Linked DNA regions of Mus musculus: regions 2, 3 and 4 are each linked to region 1. Evidence: chromatin contacts called from public promoter capture Hi-C data. All regions are on one chromosome and are shown on one strand. The core of a region is the stretch at or near the end of the contact, and the rest is flanking DNA. Distances in the headings are between cores, read along the strand shown. Region 1 holds the start of Psmc4 (proteasome (prosome, macropain) 26S subunit, ATPase, 4). Region 2 holds the start of C230062I16Rik (a long non-coding RNA gene). Region 3 overlaps Zfp568 (zinc finger protein 568). Region 4 holds the start of Zfp420 (zinc finger protein 420).

The links. Promoter capture Hi-C pulls out the DNA fragments that hold promoters and counts their contacts. Capture Hi-C pulls out chosen DNA fragments and counts their contacts.
Region 2: a promoter capture Hi-C map of adipose tissue shows a contact between it and region 1, with 4 times the contacts expected there. The contact joins the promoter of C230062I16Rik here to the promoter of Psmc4 in region 1. A contact is called at or near these places in 1 of 39 promoter capture datasets (the C10 cell line) and 2 of 9 other capture datasets (adipose tissue and liver).
Region 3: a contact with region 1 is called in a promoter capture Hi-C map of hippocampal neurons, with 4 times the contacts expected there. The contact joins the enhancer-like site here to the promoter of Psmc4 in region 1. A contact is called at or near these places in 4 of 39 promoter capture datasets (cranial neural crest, hippocampal neurons and liver).
Region 4: a contact with region 1 is called in a promoter capture Hi-C map of liver, with 5 times the contacts expected there. The contact joins the promoter of Zfp420 here to the promoter of Psmc4 in region 1. A contact is called at or near these places in 4 of 39 promoter capture datasets (embryonic stem cells, hippocampal neurons and liver) and 2 of 9 other capture datasets (adipose tissue and liver).

The regions. Positions count from the first base shown.
Region 1 is chr7:28,045,687-28,051,744 of GRCm38.p6, forward strand. Psmc4 (proteasome (prosome, macropain) 26S subunit, ATPase, 4) reads right to left here and starts at 4,406. Exons shown (of 11, transcript NM_011874.2): 1 at 4,297-4,406; 2 at 3,418-3,516; 3 at 3,107-3,293; 4 at 1,680-1,826; 5 at 1,487-1,596; 6 at 1,300-1,393. The coding sequence starts at 4,332.
Region 2 is chr7:29,948,415-29,954,470 of GRCm38.p6, forward strand. C230062I16Rik (a long non-coding RNA gene) reads left to right here and starts at 3,639. Exons shown (of 4, transcript XR_003946630.1): 1 at 3,639-5,542. Zfp74 (zinc finger protein 74) reads right to left here and starts at 5,651. Exons shown (of 6, transcript NM_178384.4): 1 at 5,441-5,651; 2 at 3,300-3,476.
Region 3 is chr7:30,006,601-30,012,484 of GRCm38.p6, forward strand. The region is part of intron 6 of Zfp568 (zinc finger protein 568); the gene reads left to right. Among named protein-coding and RNA genes, the nearest start is that of Zfp568, 26 kb to the left of the region's middle. Within about 2 kb of position 3,306, at least 80 of the 459 cell types and tissues checked have an H3K27ac peak or open chromatin away from gene starts, as enhancers often do. A contact at or near this core is called in hippocampal neurons, where this site is marked.
Region 4 is chr7:29,857,083-29,862,889 of GRCm38.p6, forward strand. It overlaps Zfp420 (zinc finger protein 420), which reads left to right and starts at 2,897. Exons shown (of 4, transcript NM_172740.2): 1 at 2,897-3,011; 2 at 3,934-3,986.

The sequences.
Region 1 (6,058 bases), core at 3,156-5,655:
TGGCAAATCTCAGCGACACCAGACCCTTAGTCATCCATCCCTAAGCACACAGCATGAGGCAAATATCGGGGGGGTCCCCAAACCACGTTTTCTGATTGGCTTTCAGGTTTCTTTTAGACTAAAACTATTTTAGTCTATTTCTAATCGGGCACCTTACCATCTTTCCAGACTCATCCCTTTGTGCTGCCAAACGTAGCTTGCACAGCCACTCACCAGGACAAAACCACAAGTATGAGTTTGCTCTAGCGGCATCTGCAGCCTACCCATGAGTCTGCACATGAGTTCCTCTCAGCCGCTGGGCCTCTGCACAAGTGTATTTCCTGACCTAAATTCCCACTCCCAATCTCTGTGCCTGACAGCTCCTTACCCCCAGCTTCTGGAAACCCCTTCCTGAGAAGTCTATGCAGGATTGACAGCACAGCCAGGACATGCTTGCTCACCGTCCACCCCGACTCCCTAGAGTACTCTCTCTATGGACCACTCTCGCCCTGACCTTACCTCTAACCACTCGCCCCTGTGGCTTCTGCCCAGCAAGCCAGGTGATAGTCACCAAGTCTGAACCCACCATAGAAACACTGCATCGCTTTTCTAACTCGTCATCATCCTATGGAATCAGGGTGGGATGTTTGTTTATTGGCTTGGTTTTTGCTTGTCTGGAGAAGGGTCTCACTAGGTAACCCAGAATAACCTTAAATGTTTATCTTAATGCCACAGTCTCCTGAGTTAAGATTAAGAATATTTGCCAGAAGCCGGGCAGTGGTGGCGCACACCTTTAATCCCAGCACTTGGGAGGCAGAGGCAGGCGGATTTCTGAGTTTAAGGCCAACCTGGTCTACAGAGTGAGTTCCAGGACAGCCAGAGCTAAACAGAGAAACCCTGTCTCGAACCCCACCCCCGAATCCCCCAAAAAGAATATTTGCCAGAATGTCCAGATGGGCTTTTTAAATTTTATTTCACCTAAGACAGGGTCTCACTATCTAGCATTGGCCAGCCAAGAACTGCCCATACAGACCAGGCTGGCCTTGAACTCACAGCAACTCACCTACTTCTATCTCCTGGGCACTGGGATTCTAGGTATATGAGACCACACCTGGCTCCTTAGTTTCCACTTTTGAGAAACCCAGGGCACAGTGAGGCGTAATCACCTGCCGGGGACTGCATATCCTGTAAAGGACTGCCACCTGGGCTATGGTCCCAGAGCCTCTATTTACAGACACTACCCTTATGTCATTCCTTACGGAACCCAAGGAAGCAGGAAACAAGGCAGGAAGAGCATGGGGGAGGCCGTGAGAGGCTCACCTGTCGTGTGATGTGCCACAGCCTTTGCTAACATTGTCTTTCCACAGCCAGGAGGGCCATACATGAGGACACCTCGGGGAGGATCGATGCCAATCTAAAAGAGACGGGAAAAGGATGAGCCAAGGGATTATGTCACCAACCCTAGGCCCAGAGACCTCTCCCTGCCCTGCCGCCTCGTCCTCCTCACCTGCTTGTACAGCTCGAAGTGTGTAAGCGGGAGTTCCACAGCCTCCCTCACCTCCTGCTTCTGGATGTCCATGCCTCCGATATCGGCATACATCACATCTGGCTTCTGGTCTGGTGGGAGAGTGGAGCTAGGGCTTGCGGCTCAGCCCCCAGGGTCCCCGTGGGACTCCCAGGGCCCCGGGTGCCCCCCTCACCTGAGGTGAGCATCATGATGCTGCTGTCGGCCTCGGGAGGCAGCACGTCCACCAGGGCATTGCTGTGCTTGTGCAGGGCCACCGAGGCGTTGGGCTTGAGCAGCTCCCGGTCGATGGTACTCAGGATGCGCACATAATAGTTAGAGCCTTTGGGAGCAGACAGGAAGGAAGACGAAGTGAAATGCCAGAGACTTGACGTCACTCCTTCCCCGTTTCCCTCTACACACAGCTGGCACTTTCCACGTTTCCCACGTCTGGCCCTAGGTCATCCCCTCTTAGCCCCCATGCTCATCCTAATGACTTCCCTGCTGGTCTTCAGCCCTGCTTCCTTCTTGAGGTCCAGCTCTGTGCATCTCACATGTGGTCTCCTGGATGGCCCTGGGAATCTTTCAATGTGTTCCCAGCACAGTCCTGGTGTTCTCCACTCAACTGTGCTGTCCCCGAGTTGCCAGCCAGAGGACTAAGCCTCGTTCTGGCCCCCTCAGTCACTCACTCTCTCTACCCCACCTCCCTCTGCTCTCACCTAGCCCACCACCAAACCCTGCCCTCATTTGGAACTATCCCCTGCCTAAGTCTCCATATAAATTCCTGGTCAGCAGCCTCCATCTCCTTTCTCCAATCTACTCTCTACAGCAAGACTTGTGAGTGCAGCGGCCACCCAGACATCTTCCACAGCCTCAGCTCCCCACTGTCTGCCTCCAAATCCACCCCTCCAATCACACCACTATCTCAGGGAGCCCCACCGTCTTAAGTCTCACTTTCAAAGACACAGCCTTCATCTTGGATATTACTCTCCCTTCACTTCCTCAAAGCCCACCTGTCCAATCCCACATGGTTACACGACTTTATCTAGAGCCTTTATAAACACACGGCTCAGTCGAGCAGCAGGAAAAGACAGGTAAGACACCAGAATCGTCAGCTACTGTAAGAGCAGGGTATGGATTTATGTCACTAGCATCTGTTGTATGCTGAGTCCTCAACAGAGCCAAACGTCTTTACACACAACCGATGCTTCCAGACAGCAGCTCCATATCCAGCAGCAGTTGTGGCGTTAACTCAGGCGAGGGAAGTGACCACCAGTTTGTTCAACTCAAACAGACTAGAACCACAAACATCAAAGGTACTCCAACCCACATGGTAAATTTCTTCTTGTTTGGAGACAGGGTTTCTGTATGTACTCCGGGAAACATACTAGGTAGACCAGGCTGACCTCAAACACACAAAGATCCTCTTGTCCCTCCGCCTCCTCAAGTGCTGAGGTTAAAGGCGTACACCATCACACTTGGATGGTGAAACTACACGCACACACGTGAATTGAGAGGCAGAAAGAGACATTCAGAAAATAAAGTATGTATCCACTTCTGGATCGGTCAGTACTCTGGCCATTCTATCACCCTGCCTTGCTCCCAGCCTGCCTCACCACTCACCTGTGGTGGAGCCCACGATGGCTGTGTTCTGATCCACAGCTTCCAAGAACTGACCGATGACCAAGGGGATGCTCTGGATCCGCTTCACCTCCTCCTGGGCGTGGAGGAATTCCTTCTTCAGGTTCTTCTGCTCGTCCTTGATATACTCCTCCTGCACTTCCAGGAACTCCAGCTCCTGCTGCAGCTTCTGCACGCACAGGGAGGGCAAAGGGTTGGCTGCAGCCTTGCCGTACCACAGTGGGAGGTGGGGGGGGGGGCGTATGTGATGGGGGATGGGAGGTATGCAGGAGCCAGCTTAGGGTTGAACACACCTTGTAGCGGCTGTACAGGTCCTCCAGGTCTTCAGGTTCGGGTCCCAGAAAGGACAGGCCGGTCTGCGGCCGAGACACGGACAGTGCTGGAATCTCATCCTGTAGACGGTAAAGACAACTTGGTGTTGGAAGCAGAGAATCATCTCGTGAAATCAGCGAAAGCGTTCTTCCTATTTCGCCACCAAGTCACCTATGTCTCCAGTACCTGACATCATTCACTATCTCTCAATAGATACAGGAGCTGCTCAGTCCCCTATGTAGATTGCTAATAGTAGGCCCCTTAAACAAAACTCATCATGAAAGTTTTGCAGCAGCTCCATACCGAACCTTAGCATCCCAGTCCCCTCAAGAGGTTCTAAAAGTCCCATGGATTTTAAAGTCAGAGTCACATTCAGAGTCTCATTACCCAGTTCTTCCCCTCCCCCCCCCAAAAGCTTTCATGTCAGATTCCCAACTCACGTTAAAGCCAAAGGTCACTCAGCCAAACCACAACCAATACTTAACGCCTCACCGTTCACGTCCCAAGCACAGTGAGTCCACTGGTCCCTTGGCCACGAACATACCTAGGCCACGGGGCCCCCATACATCATCCTCCACCTGGTCCAGACCCCAAACCGAAAAGCTAGTAAGCACAGCTCTCCAGGCCTCGCAACCGTTCTGTCTGAAAAGTCTTTAAGTTCAACGCCACTTTCCTCCCGCTCTGCTTTTCTGAGCTTTGCCGCCCTCCTGACAACATGACTACCCCGCCAGGCCCCGGGACCACCCAAAGCTCGACACCGAGGCCTCTGAAACCACCCAGCCCAGAGCTGGGATCCTGAGAACCCCTCAGCACCCCACTCATGTCCAGCTCCCGCTAAGAAACCCAGATCCCCACTGCACCTGAATCTTTTCCACCAAAATGCCTATCTCCTCCATAGTGACCAAGCCGGCCTCAGTGCAGCCCGGCCAGTCACGGCTTCCGCTGACGCCAACGGAAGTCCTTCACATAGAGCATCTTGGGAAACGTAGTTTTTAAGGTACCGCTGCGGGTTGACCTGACGGGCCGGATAACAGGAAGGGCGGGAAACTCTTAGCCCTGGGCTCCGCCCCCAAGATGGGTTCCTGCGCTCTGCGCTCCAGGCGCGCGCGCGCGGACCCGCAAGGATGTTGCGCGTGCGCAGTAACTCTTGTTCTGGCGCCATCCTGCTTCGCGGCCCGTCGCGCGTTGTGAAGGTTTCTCCAGTAGATGGCGCGGCCGAGTTGCTCTTGAAGAAAAGTCTCCAGAGGATTGATTGATTGATTTTAATATTATCCACTTTTTTACTTTCTTGTCTTTACAAAGCCAGCCCCGAACTGAGAATATGAAGATTAATCAAGTCCTGTCCTAACTTGTTAAAAACTCCAGAGCTTTGTTAGAAGGAATTCGCAGACATAACTAAGTATAAGAAACGAGAGGCACTAAAGAAGCCTTTAGTTCCACAGAAGAATCTCTTGACCTTCTCTGGCCGCCACCTGAAGAGAGAAGCAGAGGTCACAGAACGGCGAGGAGCCAATCAGATCGTACCAAAGCTGGAGAAACCGAGGCAGCTGCGAATGCAGATCTTTGCGGAGTCCTGTCGAATCTTTTCTTCTCTGTCCTCTTCACATTATTTTTAGGGGCTGTCAAGATGGCCCAGTGCTGAAGAACACTTGTGGCTCTTCTACAGGACCCGAGTTCGGTTCCCAGCACCCAGGTGGGGCAGCTCACTAGCATCTGTAGGCAACTCCTTCGGTTTCTGCAGGCACCTGCACTCAAGCACACGTCCCCGCTAGCAGAAACACACTTACACATAATTAAACGTTTTGAAAGGATTTTATATTTAGTTACGTGTACATGTGTATATCGGAGTGCGAATTTGTGCACCTGGATTCAGTACATGCAGAAGCCAGAAAAGGGCATAGGAATCTGTGGCACTGGAGTTACAGACTGTGTGCGCCATCTTTTCAGCCTCCTGTTGAGTTTTGATTGTTGTTATGGCTCAGGAACTTTGATATGCTAAGCAAGCCCAGCTAAAATCCTTAGTATGTATTATATTCTCTTCTACAAAGAAGGAAGCTGGTGCCAAGCACTGAAGTCACTTGAGCAACTGGTAAAGCAGGGTTAGAACCTAGATCTGTATTCCTTGTACCAGGGATATACACTACCACACTTCATAACAGCTATAGTTTTTGTTAAGTAAACTTTTTATTGGGGCACAGATAGGTAGCAGGCACAAATCATTATTTTCTAGCTACATAATGCTGCACAAATTGAACGTCCTATCTGTTCTGTATGGTATGGAGAATCTACAGTAGCTCTCACACTGGCTAGCAGGTGGGTTCCTTCCCTCCATCAGTTGAAGAATTAAAAGACAGAAAAACAGTGACCACAAAGTAAAGGTGAAGTTTGTTGGCAGGCAATACAAATAGTTGAGAGAGGCAGCTCTCCAGCTATTAGGAGGCTGTGTTTTTCTTTGGTTTTAAGGTGTCCCGCTGGTGAGTTCCACGCCACCTGTTCTCTGTTGATCTAATGGTGCTTATGTAGCTCTTCTGTAGCAGGCCTATGTCTTGGTCCACTGACATGGAAATAACTGAATTGTTGCCTGGCTGAGGTAAGTGTGGGCACCCCAGCACTCTCTCCTCT
Region 2 (6,056 bases), core at 2,389-4,888, 1.9 Mb after region 1:
CTTTGATGTGAGAATATGTGCCTTGTTATGCCATGTTTGGTTGAGGTCCCTGGAATGCCTGCTTTTTTCTGAGGGAAAGTTAAGGATTAGATCTGAACAAAAAGTGGTGAGGGAGGAGGCAGAGGAGGTACTGAGGGGAGGGAAGAGGGGGGAGTGCAGTCAGGATGTAATATATATAAGAGAAGGATAAGTAAAAAGGAAAATTTTCAAAAAAGAATAACATCAATGATAATTAATTAAAAAAAAAAAAAACTGACTGCCAGAAAGAAAGGAAGAAGGAAGGAAGGAAGGAAGGAAGGAAGGAAGAAAGAATTAAAAAATAATAATTCTTGCTGTGCCATGGTGGCATACACCTTTAATCCCAGCACTTGGGAGGCAGAGGCAGGTGGGCTGTAGAGTCTAGTCTATAGAGTGAATTCTAGGACAGCCAGGGGTACTCAGAAAAACTGTCTCAGGGGAGAGAGGGGTCGGGAAGGGTTTATTTTTATTTTTTATGGATGGGTATTTTGTCTACATGTATGTCTGTGCAGTATCCTTGCATCCTCTGGAACGGAAGTTATAGGCAGTTGCTAGCTGTGTAGATGCTGAGACTCCAACGTGGGTTCTCTGCAAGAGCAACGAGTGATCTTCCTCACTGAGCCCAGATTGTCAGTTTTGAACTGAGCAAACCAAGAAATGCGACTAGGGAGGCAATGAAAGACAAAGAAGCCTGCTAGAGCTGGGGAGGAGCTGGAGTAAGGGGACAAGACAGAGAGTTTCCACTTTCAGTTGTCAGGGCTCTTGTAACGGAACAAATCTGGATATGATGCAGGTGACCAGTTTGGGGTTGGCCTGGGCTACATGGCAAGACTATTTCTCAAAAAGAGGTGACAGTTGGAGTGTCACTGTCACTGTTACTTCTTCTGTTATTACTAACTGAAGTATTTTCCTAAAGAAAACAATTCTCTCATCAATTTTTAAAATTAAGGACAGTTTATATAAAAAAGAGAGATGTTTTCCTTTTATAGGGTTGAGGGACATTGAATTGATTCCATAGGACTCTCTTTTACAAGCATCATCATTATTATTAATGTTTTTTCAAGACAGGCTTACTCTTTGTAGCCCTGGCTGTCCCAAAACTCACTCCAGAGACCAAGCTGGTCTTGAACTCACAGAGATCTGCCTGCCTCTGCCTCCCCCAGTGCTGAGATTAAAGGTGTAAACCACCACGCCCACCTACAAGATAAAGCTTTTTCAAAAACCCACAATAAAAATATCAATTCATTTTAACTGAAGGTCTCCTTGCCTCTCTTTCACATTATTCCTGCTTGCTTCAAGTGCTGATGTGGTTTTATATTTGTTTTGTTTTTCTTTCTCTTCAACACCCTAAGACCTCTTTCCAGTCTCTTGGCTGAGACAGGCTGGGCCTCCTGCAGTCTAGTCACCATGAGAGTTTATAAGCTCCCACCAGCACAGCCACTCTGCTACCTGTGCCTTGCCCCATTAATTTCTCTTCCTCCTCCTCTTCTCCCCCCTCCTCCTTCCCCTCCTCTCCTACCAGCATGATCATCTCCCAAGCTAAGGCATACTCTGCCCTCTGATCCTATGTACTCTGACTACGTAAGGACATACATTTATCTCCCTCATTTCTGCTGAGTTCTCTGAGAATTTCATCCAGTATATTTTGATCATATTTACCCTTTTGGTGTGTATGTATTGGGTGGGGGTGGATTTATTAAGAGCTGTCTAAATTTGATCTCTTCAGGTTTTCTTCTGTTCTTCTCCTTGGCTCCATAATCCACAGAACTTGCTTCCTGAGACACCAGTGAATTTTATGTTACTAAATTCAGTGCATCATCTTTCTCAGTCTTCAGAACCCTCTCTGGATATTGACACTGTTTTCATTAAAATAGACTTGTTCCTCGTGTTGAGGGTAACACATTGACCTAGTTCCCTCTGACTGTTCTAGCTAGTCTCTGTCAATCATTTTTACTGATTCTCCACTACCTGTCAGATGTCATGTTAGAGTGACCCCCAGTGGGTCTTTCACCTCTACCTTTTCTGTCTTAGGTGTTCTCATTCACTCTTCTGTTTTCAGGATCATTTGTAATGGTAATTCCCCATCCCAGGTCTCCTGCACATCACACTTGTATATACAACTGCCAATGTGACATTTCAATTTGAACGAATGTATCACACTGCACATACTATATCCCAAACCAGAATCTCATTTTCTCCTCAAGTAAGATCCCCCTCCATTCTCAAGAACTGAGTTCTTAGCCAGACAGTGGTGGTGCATGCCTTTAATCCCAGCACTTGGGAGGCAGAGGCAGGCAGATCTCTGAGTTCATGTCCAGCCTGGTCTACAAAGCAAGTTCCCGGACAGCAAGAGCTACACAGGGAAAACCTGTCTCAAATAACAAACAAAGCAACCAAAAAAAAAAGAATTGAATTCTTAACTTACATTTGCAGTCTATGAATAAACACTGTGCCATCTTGTTACAGTCACATGGTGGCTCTGCTCTTGCAGCCACCTACCGCCACAGCTCTGTTTTATGCTGTATTGAGTGTACTGCCTGTTACTACTGCTGGTCCTGATCTCCAACATATTTCCCCTGGACTATTCTAAGATCTTCCTGGGGCTGGAGAGATGGCTCAGCGATTAAAACACTGACTGCTCTTTCCAAGGTCCTGAGTTCAAATCCCAGCAACCACATGGTGGCTCACAACCACCCATAAAGAGATCAGATGCCCTCTTCTGGTGTGTCTGAAGACAGCTACAGTGTACTTATATAATAAATAAATCTTACAAAAACAAAAAAACAAAAAAAAACTTCCTAATTGGTCTTTCTGCCCCCTCCCTCACCCCACCCCTGACCCTTCTTCACTCCTTTTCCAGCTGTCACCAGAGCAGCAAAAGCTGCCATTGAGCAGATAGATTATTATCCACATGCTCAAAATACCTCCCATCTCACTCAAGGTACTGCGGTCTACGAAGCCCAACTTCCTCTGCTCTCCCCCCACCCAGCCACCCCTGGCCTTCCCCCTCCTTGGCTGTTTCAGCCACTGCCAGTGTGTTCATCAGAGCAAGCATGAAAACATCAAAACCTTGACAACTGCATGTTCCCTGTATGGAATAACCCTTTCTCCGTTGTACTTGAACCTCGCTGTGTTCCTCCTGTCATCTACCGCTCCTTTTCTGTCCTCCCTGGCCCTCCATCTAGACTCTACTTCCCATCTCTAATTCTAAATAGCCTCCTATTTTGACTTTTTTTTTTCTAAGTATTTTTCAGCATCTGATATGGTTCATATTTACTTACTTTGTTTATTATCTGGTCCTCGGCAATGTAAGCATCATGAGAGGGGGGGGGGTCACTGCTTCTTTTGTTCGCTGCTATATCCCACACACCAACAATTGACTGATATATGTCCAACATTCAATAAATATTGAGTTTATAAAAGGCTCCTCAGCGCAGGAAGAACTCTGAAAATGAGAGCTGAAAACAGAGCACCACCTTAGGAAACAAATCACAAAAGAGATCTTTACTTAAATGATTGATCTTGCTAACGAGTACTGCTGTTGTGCCATGAAACCTTCATGAACCCCAAAAAGACCACCAAGGAGCCCCATCCAATGCAGTCACATTAGGGTCTCATGGGCTCCCTGCCAACCCTGACACAGCAGAAACACGGTGCCCTGAGTTCAGTTTCAGGCAAGCATTTATAGAGGCAAGAAGAAGGTATCTAGCCTGGTGCACACCTGATTGGGGATTCATTATGGCCTTTAATATAAATTTAAGCCAAACCATAAACTTAACTCCTGCTTTCCTCCTTATGTTGGTTGTTAGGAAGGGAAGTGTCAGGGTCAGGCTTGTAACCTGGAGGTGCAGATCTGGTGCCAGAAGCAGGTTTTGTTGGGGGGTAACCTGGAAACTGGTAGGCACAGGTCTTGTTGGGGTGTAGCCTGGAAACTGATGCTAGCTATTGGCCTGTTAGCTAACTTTAAGTTCCACCTTAGGTCAGGTTCTCTAAGAGGAGACGGAGTCTGAACCCAAAAGGTTTGGTCTCTCATTGCAACCTAAATTTTATTTTATAACTATGAAGGTAAAGATTCTGTTACTTACAGTATTCATTGCTATCCAGGGTATATCTCTATTCCAATATTACTGAAATACTGATGCATTGATTATTTCAGTAATATTGTAGGATGTTAGAACTTTACATTGGGTATAATTATTTAGATTTTGGAAGATTTTAATAAGGATATGCTTGTTAACATATCAACTCCACTTCTAAAAGCCACCCGAAGAGAGGGAGGAAACAAGAGGAGGTATGAGGGAGGAAATGGGGTACATTACAGCATTGCCAAACAGTTCTGCATGAACTTGGTTTATAACTTCAAGAGGTTGAAAACAGAAATTAATCAGGATATATATATGTGTGTGTGTGTGTTGTGTGTGTGTGTTTAAATGGTATACACTTGAAATGTGTAATTGTTGATGTCAATATGTTAACAACATCAATGGTTAAATAAGAGCCGTAAGTTACAGAACTGTATATATGATGTTACTGCTCTTTTTTTTTCTTTTTTTTAGATTTGTTTATTTTATGTGAGTACACTGTAGCCATCTTCAGACACACCAGAAGAGGGCATCAGATCCTATTAGAGATGGTTATGAGCCACCATGTGGTTGCTGGGAATTGAACTCAGGACCTCTGGAAGAGCAGCCGGTGCTCTTAACCACTGAGCCATTTCTCCAGCCCGTTACTGCTCTTTTAAGAGGCCATGCTCTTTATATGAGCACATAAATGTACGCGTTCATGCTCACGAGTGTAAAGAAGTCAATTTGTCAGGAGCTGCATGACTGACTAGGAGAAATAAATAATTTTTAGTCTTTGGGCTTTTCTGTATCTTGCTATTTGGGAAATGGAGTTGGGCTGCAAGGCAAATGAATTTCGCCTGTCATGTACACAAGACAGTTTGTCAATACAGGAAAATAGTCAAGTCCTGGAGATACTGATGCTTCATATAAAAATATTTTCAATTATTATAAACGGCTAAAGGTAGCACTCGTTCAAACGCGGTCTTCACACATCTCCACACAATCCTACCCGCCTAACTTCCACCCACAGAGTTTTTCATTAATGCATTCATTCATTATCTCAGCCATCACATGTGCACCCACGTTCGTAAAGGCACATAAAGGATAACGAGCAAATTATAGTCACATCACGGCTGCTGCAAACCGCAGGCATCCCGTCCTCTACCCACACCCGCGACCGCTCTACAGGGCCCTGGCTTCCACCCAGCACAAAGAGTCCTGGCCTCCAGCTCACGGCTTCCGGGACTCAACGCTGAGCCGGGCCACGGGTCTCGATCCCCCAACCCGACGCCGCCCAAGGCTCACAGCCTCCGGGCTACGGCCTGGTGCTGCTAGGCTGGGAAAGAAGACCCACAAACCTGGGTCCGCTAGGCGCAGGGTAGCACTTCCCAGAGGGCCGCGCGGCTCGCCGGGCGGGTCTGGCCTTCGGCGTGCGAGTCAGGAGAGTGGCCAAGGCTCGGGTAAGGGCGCGGCGCTGCGGCAGGGGGACCGGCTTGAGCCTGGGCGGGTTTTGTAGCAGCGGCTACCCCGCGGCCTGGCATTCACAGCCTGGGGGTGCAACTTGCAACTGAGAAGAATCCGAAAGGATCCCTTGCGTTCTTGCTTTGAACTACATTTCCCAGAGCCCTTCGCGGCCCGAGACCTGTGCTCACCCAAATGAAAAACTGGCCCTCGGCTATGAGACTTTCAGGGTTAGGGAGTCTGAGCCAGGAAGAGAGCACGGCTGAGTTTGTTTAGTTCCCTTGGATCAGGGCTCTCTCCCGAGATTGTCTACCTCTTTATGATGGGGATGGTCCTCCGGAGTCACAAACTCTTGGTAGCAGGCAGAAGGAGGAGTTACGTGAATACGTGTGTGTGAGAACTAGACTATGGGGTCAGGGTGTGGAGTTTATAGAGTTAAGAGACCTTGAAGTTCAGTGACATTTAAAACTGTGTGAATTTGCAACCACTTTTGTAATCATGGCTGGGTGTTCT
Region 3 (5,884 bases), core at 2,056-4,555, 2.0 Mb after region 1:
CACAGAAACCAGGAAAGTGTAAAGGGATCACGGTGGACTGGCCAGGAGCTGGACAGGGGAATCACAGGACACAGGTGACATGAAGGGGGAGCCAGAAAGATTCTCGATTTTTGTTAAACTTCTTGGAAGAGTGTTGACTTTTGTCCTCAAAAGCAGGACTTGGCTAAACGTAAAACCCAGTCTTACCTTTCCTGAAGTAGGCAATAGGAGACATGAATTTTTCCGTTTTTTAGTCTTCTAGCTGTTAATTTCCCTGGCCTCCTTGGACCTCTAAGTATGTAAGGCTTGGGCATCACTCAGAGATGTGAGATGGCTCAGCCAGCAAAGCCACTTGTGCCAAGCAGGACAAGCGTCTTATCCCTGGGATCATATGATGGAGGAGAGGGCTGACTCACAAGTTGCTTTATAGACTTGTGTATTGAATCTGTATCTCCTATTTTAATCCTTTTATAATTTTTCTGTAGTTAGCTATTCTTTCCCTTGTTTTTCTGTCCTTTTTTATTATTAGCATTGAAGTCTCTACTAAAACATGCGTGAGCTCGGAGATTTCCTCAGGAAGCTTGAGTTTTAGCTCTATGCCCACAAAGGCATTCTTTGCTTCTTTTGTAGTATTTCTAGTTGTGGCATTGACTCCTGTTTTATTATTTTTTAGAATTTTTATCCTCCACCCCCTTCCCACTAAGCCTTTTGCATGCGACTCTATTTTAAATCCCAGCTGTTCAACTACAATGGTCTTGTCATACCTGAGTCAGTTTCTTGTCTTAACTATGGTGTTTCATTTTTACTGCGCCTTGCAGTCTGTTTTTTATTGAAAAGTGGACATTGCTTGACAAAAGTAAATCTGGGAGGCAGAGCTATAGTGGCATAGTGGTCAGGGGTAGGCGGAAGGAAGGAAACGCTGGGAACCCAGTGTGGCATCTCCGTTCTGAAGTCACTCCCCTCTCCCAGTGAGTCTCCCCTGTTCTAGCACTGATGTGAAGGGAATATCTGATCTCTGTCGTCCAGTGAACTGCTGCTCTCAACTGTGAGCCTCACTAGTGCCTCTGAGTTTTTACCCTGTAGGTGAGCAGGGTGACTGGAGTGAACCCCCTTTTCAGGCCACTTAACCCCACTAGTTTAGGCTCTTGCATAAGGCTCCTGGATTTGTCTTGTGAAGAACAGAACATTGTGGGTGTATTTCAGAAGCTGGTTTTCCCCGCCTCCAGTCAGAGGTACAGTGGAGAATTTCTGTGGTCTCAACCAAGAACCTGGTGAGGCAGCTAGAGATGAGACTGAAGCTCTTAGCAGGAAAGGCCTGCTCCCTGAGTGCCTGTGTCAAGACTCAAGGAGTGGGGTGGGAAGTTTGGAGAGAGAGAGAGAGAGAGAGAGAGAGAGAGAGAGAGAGAGAGAGAGAGAGAGAGAGAGAGAGAGAGAGATATTGAGAACAGACCTGTGATAACTACGATGTACTACTCCTTGTAGTTTGTGTCCTGCATGTACTGCTCGGTAGACAGTGGGCAAATCAGACATGCTGAGCAGCTTGGCATGTGTTTGCTGTGCTTTGTTGCCAGGGTAGGGCAACAGGTGCTGTCGCTCAGGGTGCTGCGCTGGACAGGAGGAAATGGGTGCTCTCCAATGCCTGTGGTACCATCCTCCACCTTTCTACTTGCCAGTTTGCAGGCTATCCATGGTCTCTGGGTTTGGTCTTAGTCACATGTACCACTTAGGAGCAGATGCACAGTATATTCTGCTCTTCAGCCTTCTCCATCCTGACTCTTGGGTACATTTGCTCAAGAATGTAGTGACCACAGTCCACTTGGGAAGATGTCAGGGCAACTGTGAAGAAAAAACTGACACAGTCGAGTCTCTGGCCTGCCACAAGTGGCAGCTGCCTCTGTCAGTTACAGTTTGCATTTTATGCTTTTTTTTTCCAGCTTCCCCTCAACCCTTCTGCGTTGAAATGTTGAAACTTGAACTGCCAGATGCAACTGTGGAATTGCCTGAGGGTTTGTAGAGAAAGGGAGGGAAGTTGCTGGGTGTAATGTTTCAGCCACACAGACTAAGCAATCTCTTGATTCTTGTATTTAGCTTTCAAAATGCCCTTGGCATGCCAATCTGTGTGATCGCACTAAATCCTGTTAAAACACTACAGGCCAACTTTATTAACCAAAATGGATAACAACCCCTTATATTTTAAATAAAATCCAATTTGTTTATATATAAAAAGAAACTCCTGAAAGTGTGTGGCAGCGCTCTCCTGAGACTGGGACTCAGCATTGCATAGGGATGCCGGCTAGGAACGCATCAGCACTGGTGTGGGGTTTTTACCCCATGCCTTGTGTTCTGTGGCTTCTGCTCTAGTCTGGTGTGACTCTCATGTCTGCCTGTATCTGCTCTAGTCTGGTGTGAGGCTCGTGTCTGCCCGTGTCGCAGAACTGAGAGGGATAGTTTCTCCTGGGCCGCACTGTTTGGGTGAGTCTGAGAAGATGCAGCGGCGTCCAAGCTTTGTACACACAAAACAAGAAGTCAGCCTGTTAGCTGCTCTCTACTTTTGCTCTGAAATAGTCTCCATAGGTCAGGCTGTCATCCTCTCTCCTCTTAGTTCCTTACCAATCCTGGACTCCAGAAACTATACTATCTTCTTTAAAGACTAAAATTTTCCTTTTTAAAAATGAAAGCATTTACATAGTCCTAAGTCTGCATCTTGATAAATTTGCACACAGACATATGTGTCTACTTTAGAAGAGATAATAGAATGTCTAGTCCACTTCCCAGCAGTGTCCTCTGCCCCTTTCCTCGGAAGACTCCAATCTAAAGTCACCAGTTCTAACTTCCATCCTGGATTAGTTTGCACATTCTAGCCCTTCACATAAGTGGAATCGGGCACCGTCGGCGGCAGCTGCCTTTGTTTGCTCAGATCCTGGGAGCTTTCGCCACACTGCTGTCTCAGTAGCTTCTTTTTATTAGCAGTGTTCCCACAACTAACTTATCCAGCCACCTGTCGGGGAATAGCCCAACAGCTTCCAGTTTGGGGGCTGTCAGCAAGGAAGCAACCAGAGCATCCACCTCATGCAGAGAAGCATTTCGTCTCTCCTGACTAGATGAACAGAGAGGCAAGGGTCGCTGGGTAACGTGAGGTGTATGTTTATGAAAACTCATCATTTGTAGTGCTGTTAATTCCATCCTAATAGTTTCCTTGCTTAGCGCAGCGAGCCGTGGAAATGCGGGTCACAGTGGTAATTTTGACGGATGACTGCACCAGCAGATAACAGATGGTGCCAGCTGCGCAAAGCGCCTGTGCCAGACCCACGGGGAGCTTCAGCAGCTGCCTCAGGAGCATGACTGACGCTGTTCCCATGTAACTAACTGGCGCTGCTTCTGCTCCAACTAAATTTAACAACTGAGCAACACAAAAGCCATTTACATGTACCAAGTATGCCCAGTATAGTCTCTGTTAGTGAGCTGGGCGGAAGAGTGGTGGTTTCCCACCACTGTTTTAGATTTCTTCCGCATGATTCACGATGTCTTGTTCTCTTCTTCTTATGTATGAGATTTATTAAAAGTTACTAACATCATAGAGGAGCAGACAGACACCAACACGATGGGGAGCGCTCAGCCCATGTCACAGCATGGCAGTCTGTCCCTTTTGTCAGTCTCAGAAGAAGGGGAGATTCTGTGACACATGTCTGATGGATGGTTATCAGTAGTTTCAGTGAAGCTGTCTCTGTGACCTGGAGGCAGTGTTAGCCTGGAAGTGGGGACGAGCAGGAATCTAGAAAAACAAGTTTGTAGAGGACCTTTAGACACTGGCGGGCCCCAGCTAACATTCTTGAGGGTTTGGGGTTTTTTTGTTGTTGTTATTGGTGGTGGTGGTTTGTTTTTTTGTTTTTGTGTTTTGGTTTTTTTCTTTTTTCTTTAGCCAGATGACAGGAGAGGGAGGGGAGACACTTGCGGATTGAGTAGTTCTTTTCCTGCTGGGCAGAGGTGGATAAAGACTTATCCAAGAAGTCTTAGGACAGTCTCTAGTGTGGGAAATCCTAGCGGAGAAGGGTGCCATGGGGGAGGGGTCTCCACGCCTGCTGATGTCTGCTAGCTTCCTAACCCTAAAATTTAAATTATGTCAGTGGACAGTGAGTCACCCTAGACAGTGACATGGGAATAGGCAATCAGTTACACTTTGGAAGCAGCTGCTGAAGTAGCTTCTACTTCCAGCTAGAAATGGGACTTAGATGCACTTAGGGTTTCCGCTCTTGCTACTAGGCACTGCAGGACGACTAAGGAGATTCAGACAGAGGGAGTTAGGCTGTCCCAGGGCCATGTGAGTGAGGATGGGCAGTTTGAGGGACTGAGAACTTGGTACTTGTTTGTCCCCTAGTCTGGCCAAGGGAGCTGCAAGTGGAGGCGTGGCGGGTTTCTCACACCAGGAGGAGCATGGCGGGTTCCTAAGCTTGCTTTTCTGGAGGCAGGCTCTGGCTGCGCAGCAAGTGTTCACTCCCACCAGCGTGGGAAAGGAGCAGGAAACGGGATTTCCAAACACAGAGAACATGGCTAATTAATTAGATCCACTTGAGAAGGCTAACAAACAATCTTCATGAATCTTTAACTCTTCCTAGTATATGACAAATGTCACAGATGGTAAACCAAGGCAGAATACATGTCCTTAGATTAAAGACAATAGTTTCTTATGCAAGCCGGGAGGACACTGACCCAGTACTGGGATTTCCCAGAAAATTCCACTCTCAGCTTAGTCTCCAGAAGGCTGGAACAGTGGTAGCGCACACCTTTAGTCTCGGTACTCAGGAGGGAGGGGGAGGTGGAGGGGGATCTCTGTGAGTTTGAGGCCAGTCTGGTCTACAGAAAGAGTTACAGGACAGAAAATAACAAGAAAGGGGGGTAGGCAGGGATGAGTTCTGATGCTGTCCCCATCTCAGAAGCTCCAGTGGTTTTTAAATTTTGTTCAGCTGGCTGTAAGTTGAGGTACACATACCCTTTCCTCAGACTCAGTTACTTTGCTCAAGTAGCTCACAGAACTCAGACTAGGGGGAGATTAAAAATTGGCAGAAATACAGCTTACTGGTTGGAATGATTGTGACTTCATGAAAACCTGGCTTGTAGCTGCACGAGGCAGTAGGGGTGTAGAGCTCTGGCTGGCTCTTGCTCAGTCTGGGTGACTTGGTGGGACATGGCAGCACTGAAAGGGGGGACAGGGGAGGTGACTGAGGAATCTGACCTCCGGAATGAAGATTTAGGCCACCCTGCTTGTAAAACATAAGGACTGGTTGGTCCTTTAAATGCCTGTAGAAGCCCAGAATGTTGAAGTACAGTGGTAGAGAATAAATACATTCTTGAAAAGGAAGCTACAACCCTATAGGTGGAACAACAATATGAACTAAGCAGTACCCCTGAGTTCTTGACTCTAGCTGCATATGAATCAGAAGATGACCTAGTCGGCCATCACTGGAAAGAGAGGCCCATTGGACTTGCAAACTTTATATGCCCCAGTACAGGGGAACGCCAGGGCCAAAAAGCGGGAGTGGGTGGGTAGGGGAGTGGGGGGGAGGGTATGGGGGACTTTTGGGATAGCATTGGAAATGTAAATGAGGAAAATACCTATTTAAAAAAAAAAAGAAAAGAAAAAGGAAGCTACAGGCTTTAAGCATAATGTGTATCCATTACAGATGTAAAGGCTGCTATTAACTTTGTATATTTTATCTTATTACATGTGTTTATATATTATCTTTGTTTTTTAAATTTTTATTTTATATACAGATTTTTAGAACTTTTTTCTTTTTTTTAAGATTTATTTCTTTATTATATGTAAGTGCACTATAGCTGTCCTCAGATACTCCAGAAGAGGGCATCAGATTTCGTTAGGGATGGTTGTGAGCCACCATGTGGTTGCTGG
Region 4 (5,807 bases), core at 1,647-4,146, 1.8 Mb after region 1:
ACCTGCTGTGTTTTTGCCAAGTGTGAAGGAAATACAGAATGGGGAGTAGAGAAAGGTAGTTATAAGGGTGCATGACCAGTTACAGAAAATAGACTATGATTGACATGTTTCTGTCAAATTTTGTTAAGATATTTGTTTTCTTTCTCTAATTTCTTTATCGTGTGATATAGCATCAATTAAGAAATTATCAATGGTTATCATACTTAAGTTTGAGATACTAAAAGAATGTCCAAGACACACTGCCACCTATCTTAAATTTATAATGCATTTGCAATTGTATAAGGTATAGCTTTATTCGACATAATTATAACCTGCTTATTTTTTATTTTGAAATTAAGCATGATGTAAGGAGATATGATATGAACTTGTAGTGGCCATCTTTGGCTATCAACTTGACTTTATCTGGTCTACAAAGTGAGTTCCAGGATATACTGAGCTATGTAACGTACCCCATCTTAAACAAAATTTTAAAAAATTAAAAACAAAAAGTCTATTATTATCTGTAATATCAATCATGGTTGATGGCAAGCTTGGAGCATTAATTTTTGGATGATATGACTTTGGTAGGTTTTGTTTGTCTGTCTCTTGAACAAAATGTGATTATGTTATATTGTGACAAGCCTTGAATATTGTCTCTAAATATAGTTATTGTTTTATTTGTTTTACAAGCATCTATTATGGATATTTTAGTTGACAACTTGACTGCATCTCAAGTTAAATAAAACTCCAAAACGAGCACACCTGTGAGGGATTTTTTTCTTAATTAAATCATTTGATGAGGGGGGTCTACTTCTTATCTGGACCTTTGAGGTAGGAAGACCCACCTTTAATCCAGATCTTTTGGGGTGGAAAGATCTGCCTCTAATTAGGGCCACACCTGGAAACCTACATTAAGGACATGGAAGAAGGACTCCTCCCTCTTTCCCTGCTTGTTCTCATCCTTGTCATTCCTTTCCTGGCATTAGAGTCAATTTCTTCCATATTCACCTGTGTGCCAAATTCTTATTTTGTCAAATCCTGAAAATTTTGCCATTATACACAGTCTTCTTAATGCCCACTTTGAATGTGTCTTCACTATTTATTTTTCATTACCAAGATAATGTGTAGATTTCTTCTTCTTGTAGAAAACTTGCTCCACATTCTAGGTAAAGCTGAGCTTCCCTTTGGCCTCCATTCCTGTAGCAGTTCCTTCCCGAGGTAGGCACTGCATTTGTCTTAGATACTCTCCTATTGCTGTGAGAAGACCCCATGACTAAGGCAACACAGGAAAATGAAGTGGAAAGTTCTGGTCTCTTTGTGACATGGATAGTTTTCTGGAAACTGTCTTATGGTTGTGCTGAAGCAGACATGTGGGAAGTTGTTTTGCTGAGAACAGACACGTGGTGTTTTTCTGGAAGCTACTTGGAAAGAAGGCATGTGATGTTTTGTTAGCAGATGCTTGAGAGAACATGTGATGTTTGAAAAGGGTATAAGTATAACCCAACAGACATAGGTGTTGGGTGACAGTGGGTCATCTTGCTATTCTTTGCTAGTCACCGTTTGTTGTGATTTCGTAGAGAGAAACACACCAAAGAACTTCCGGTGGCATTCCAGTGGCTTCTTGCTGCTTCTGTGGACTCTGGCCAATTTGGAAGAGCCTTGAGGTTTCTTCTGGATGGACGCAAGCCACTGCTATGGCTGATTCGTGAATATTGCTTACAAGTGAGTCGAGCTACCACTGCTGATTCCTGTGAATTGAACTGCCTGCTGCTATCCTGACAACAAAGACTGGGATTGCCCCAAAGAACTATTTCTAAACAGCCCACATCCTCCTCTGCCCTATTAACCTTTCCTTTCCACTGCCTCTGGTGGGTGGTAGGCTAGAAGGGAGGTTAAAGCATTTAAGCACACTTAAGTTGGTTTTGAAAAATACAAGCTTACTGGAAAAAAAAATATATATATATATATGAATGAGAGAGACAGAGTCTTTCTGTGTAACCCTGAGTATCCTAGACTTTGTTCTATAGACCAGACTGGCCTCAAATTCAGAGATTCACCTAACTCTGCCTCTGGGAGGAAAAAATACTTTTGTTTTTTCAAGACAGAGTTTCTCTGTATTGCCCTGGCTCTCCTAGAACTTGCTCTGTAGACCAGACTGGCCTTGAATTTAGAGATCTGCTGGCCTCTGCCTCCCAAGTGTTAGGATCAAAGGAGTGTGTCAGCCCTGCCTGGCTGAAAAAAAGAAAAAAACACTTTTAATTAGAGGCTTGCAGACAGTTTCAGAGGGTGAGTCTGTGGTCAACATGGTAGGAAATATGGCATCAGGCAGGCTCTGCCCTAGAGCAAGTAGGTGAGAACTCACATCTGATTCTAAGGCCTCACTTGGGCTTGAACCCTCAAAGCCCACCTACAGAGGTACACCCCTGCAACAAGGCCACATCTCCTAACTGAGAACCAACATCCAAATATATGAGCCTGTGGGGGCCATTCTCCTTCAAACCAATGAAGTGGAAACTTAAGGGTTCTTTGAAAGTCGTTTGGAAGTGGATACAGGTGAAAGATAACACAGATCATCATGAGCAACTAGTCAATTATTCCAGAAATATGTAGTGACCCTTCACAAACAAACTACAGTGGCTGAATCTCTGTTGAGCAACCCCACATGTGGTATAAAATCTCATTACCACAGGTATAAATCACCTCACAAATATTGCGATTGGGGGGAGAGAGGGAGGAAAGAGGAGCGGTTTGGAAGGAGAGAGGGGGAAGGGAGGGGAGAGGTGGAAGGGAAAGAGGGAGGGGTGAGAGAGAAGGTGGAGGGGAGGGAGGGGGGGGCAGGCATTGGCCCCAGCCATTGGACTACATTTCCCAGAGCCACCGGGAGCAGAACGCCGTTTCCGTTTCCTGGCGAGAGTTCGGGGTACTTGCGTCACGAGAGGGTTGTGTCTGGAGGATCTCCTAAGCATCCCATAGAGCAGGCTGCCTGTAGTGGAGCCCGGCGCAGGAGGCGGGACCCTGAGCTTCCCTCGGAGGTGAGCGTGCTGAGGAACGTCTGGAGGACGTGTCTGTGGCATTAGGTGGCGGTGTCTCCCGTGTATACGCCACAAGCCTGTGCTTTTGGAGCCTGTTGCGACCCTTGGTTTGTGGTTGGCGTGCTGTGTGTGAATGAGTTGTGACACACAAGGGTGTGTGTGATTGTTGCTTATCTCACTAGAGATGTTTCTGGGACTGATGGTGTCGGCCCACGTGTATGGTGGAGAAACGGTGCTGTTATAGCGAGGTATTTAGATGTTTATGTCACTCTGAGGTTGTTGATGTACCTGGTATCCTGTGCATAACTGGCTTGCCTCGGAAGACATGTGTGATAGTGTCACTGAGATTACGATTGCTTGTTTCCGTCGCCTGTGACTTTTATAGTGTTCTCCCATTTGGGTGACTGTGTGAGTGCGTGTGTATGAATGTATGCGTGTGTGTTTATGTGTGTACGTGTGTGTATGTGTGTGACTGTAGGATGCTGTGTGCTGTACTCATGATTGTAAAGAAAGTAGAAGTTCACCCTTGTAAAAGAATGTCGCTGACAGTATTTGTCCCTGACAGAATGTTTGGTTATTGTACATGCTTGGGTCCTATATACGAGTTAGTGCTCCAACGGTGTAGCTCTGACAGTGTAAATTGTGACACTAGCAATGTGACTGTGGAAATTTTCTTGTTTCTACCTGTGATCCTTCCCTGATGTGGTAGGGTACAACGGTGAAATTTTGTTGGAATTCATGGGGGGTCCCCACCATGAATCTACCAAAGGATCCTGAGTTGCTTGTGACTTTGTCTCTCCCCAATTACTCCCAGAATGTAAAGACTTAACCCCTCTGTGGGGACGGAGGAAGAGGTTGTCTCTAATTCAGAGTATATGGCAAGAACAACATAGCATCTCATTTAACTTTTTTATTCTCAAAGTACAACACAGAAGAGGAAAAATGGCCATTGTCCATCTAGAAGGGAAGTTTGAGGTAAGCAGATATTTGTCTCCTCAACAGCCTTTATCATGTCAGAAAACGATCTTTGTTTTACTTTATTGTTGTTTTTGTGACTGTCTCCTACCCAAGTCTTCTCTTATAATGGAGGAACAAGGCAATTTATTTATTCCTATTTACTTATTTTTGAGGCAGGTCTCTGCCTGGTTTGAACCTCTTTATGTAGTACACACTGGCCTTGAAATCATAAAGACCCATCGTCCTCTTCCTTCCAAGTTCTGGGTTAAAGGCATGCATTAACTCAATGGCATTTGATGTTTATATTTTGAGAGTAATGAAAATGTGTAATTTGTAATAGATGTTTTCCAATACTGGATACATTTATAAAGAATGGATTTGATGCTCAAATTAAAAGAAAGAGCATTCTTGTACTATTTATGTAACTTTTGGGAGAATTTAGCTTTTGTTTCAGTTTTTTGTTTTGGTTTTGGTTTGGTTTGGTTTTCTTTTTGAGACAGGGTTTCTCTTTGCAGCCTTGGCTGTCCTAGAACTCACTCTGTGGACCTGGCTGGCCTTGAACTCAGAAATTCCCCTGCTTCTGCCCCCTGAGTGCTGACATTAAAGGCATGCGCCACAACCACCGAGGGTCTTAGCTTTTTTAATTTTTATATTTTCAGTACCATCTTGCTTTATAGCGCCAACTAGTCAAATTCTTACTTCAACCTTCAGTTTTGTTTTGTTTTTGTTTATTTAGTAAATGAAGTCTTCTATTTGTGTGCATTTGAGTGAATTTGCTCCATGTTGTATGCAGGTACCTGGGGAGTCCATAAGAGGGCACTAGAGCTTCCATTACAGGCAGGTGCGAGCTGCCAGATGTGGGCGCAGGGGAACGAAACTGGGATCCTCTGCCACTGCAGACTTCATTCTGTTCTGTTTTGGTTTTAGACAGGGTCTTGAGTCGCCCAGGTGAGGATCCTTGAACTCTTGGTCCTATTGTCTCTGCCTCTTAAGAGCTGAGAGAGGATAGGCCTATGGTCTGTTTTTTGTTGTTGTTGGTTTTTGGTTTTTTGGTTTTTTTAGCTATTGAGTGGAATTTTAAAATGAGAAATTAGACGCACAGCTCGAAAGTCGTTATGTATCAGCCGTTTCCTTTCCTGAGCCATCTGTCACTCACAACCAGTATCCACTTGGCTTTTGTCTCTAATTGCCTTTAACCCGTGAGATGCCTTCTTCCATTTTCAAGTATTTCTAATAGATCTGTTCTTTCTCACTTCTTCGTGTGACTTGAATCCTTTTAAATTTACCAAGATTTATCTCCTGACCTACAGTCTGGGGCGTCGTAGTAAATGTTCCCTGGGCAATGAGGAAGACTGTATTCTTCTGCTGTTAGGAAGAACAGATGCCGTTGGGGTCAGGTAGACTGGTTGTGTTGTTTAAATCTTCTAGACATTTACTGATTTTTTTAAAAATTTATTTATTAAATGTATCTCTTTTTCTTCAAAGGTGATCCCGGTAAGCCACATAGGGGGAAGCTGTCCTCACCATACCAGATTTAGTACACACAGAACGCTTTGCAGTCTTCCAAGGGAGTTGAAGCCCTCAGCCGTCACGTCCCATGCACACCTGCATCCCTAGCCCAGGCCCCTCCTTTCTTACATTCTTCTCAAAGGGTAAAACCTTGAGGACATTAATCCGTGCTTTGACGCGGGTCTCAGTTCTTCCCACCCCAGCCTGAGCTCCATCTTCCTCGCCTTTGTGCTCAGTCTAGAAGATGGTGGGAAGCTTTGGTTCAGTGTTCTCTTGGCAATGAGAGGATTTCCCCCCTCAGGGTTGATTTACTCTCACGGTGAGGTTCCC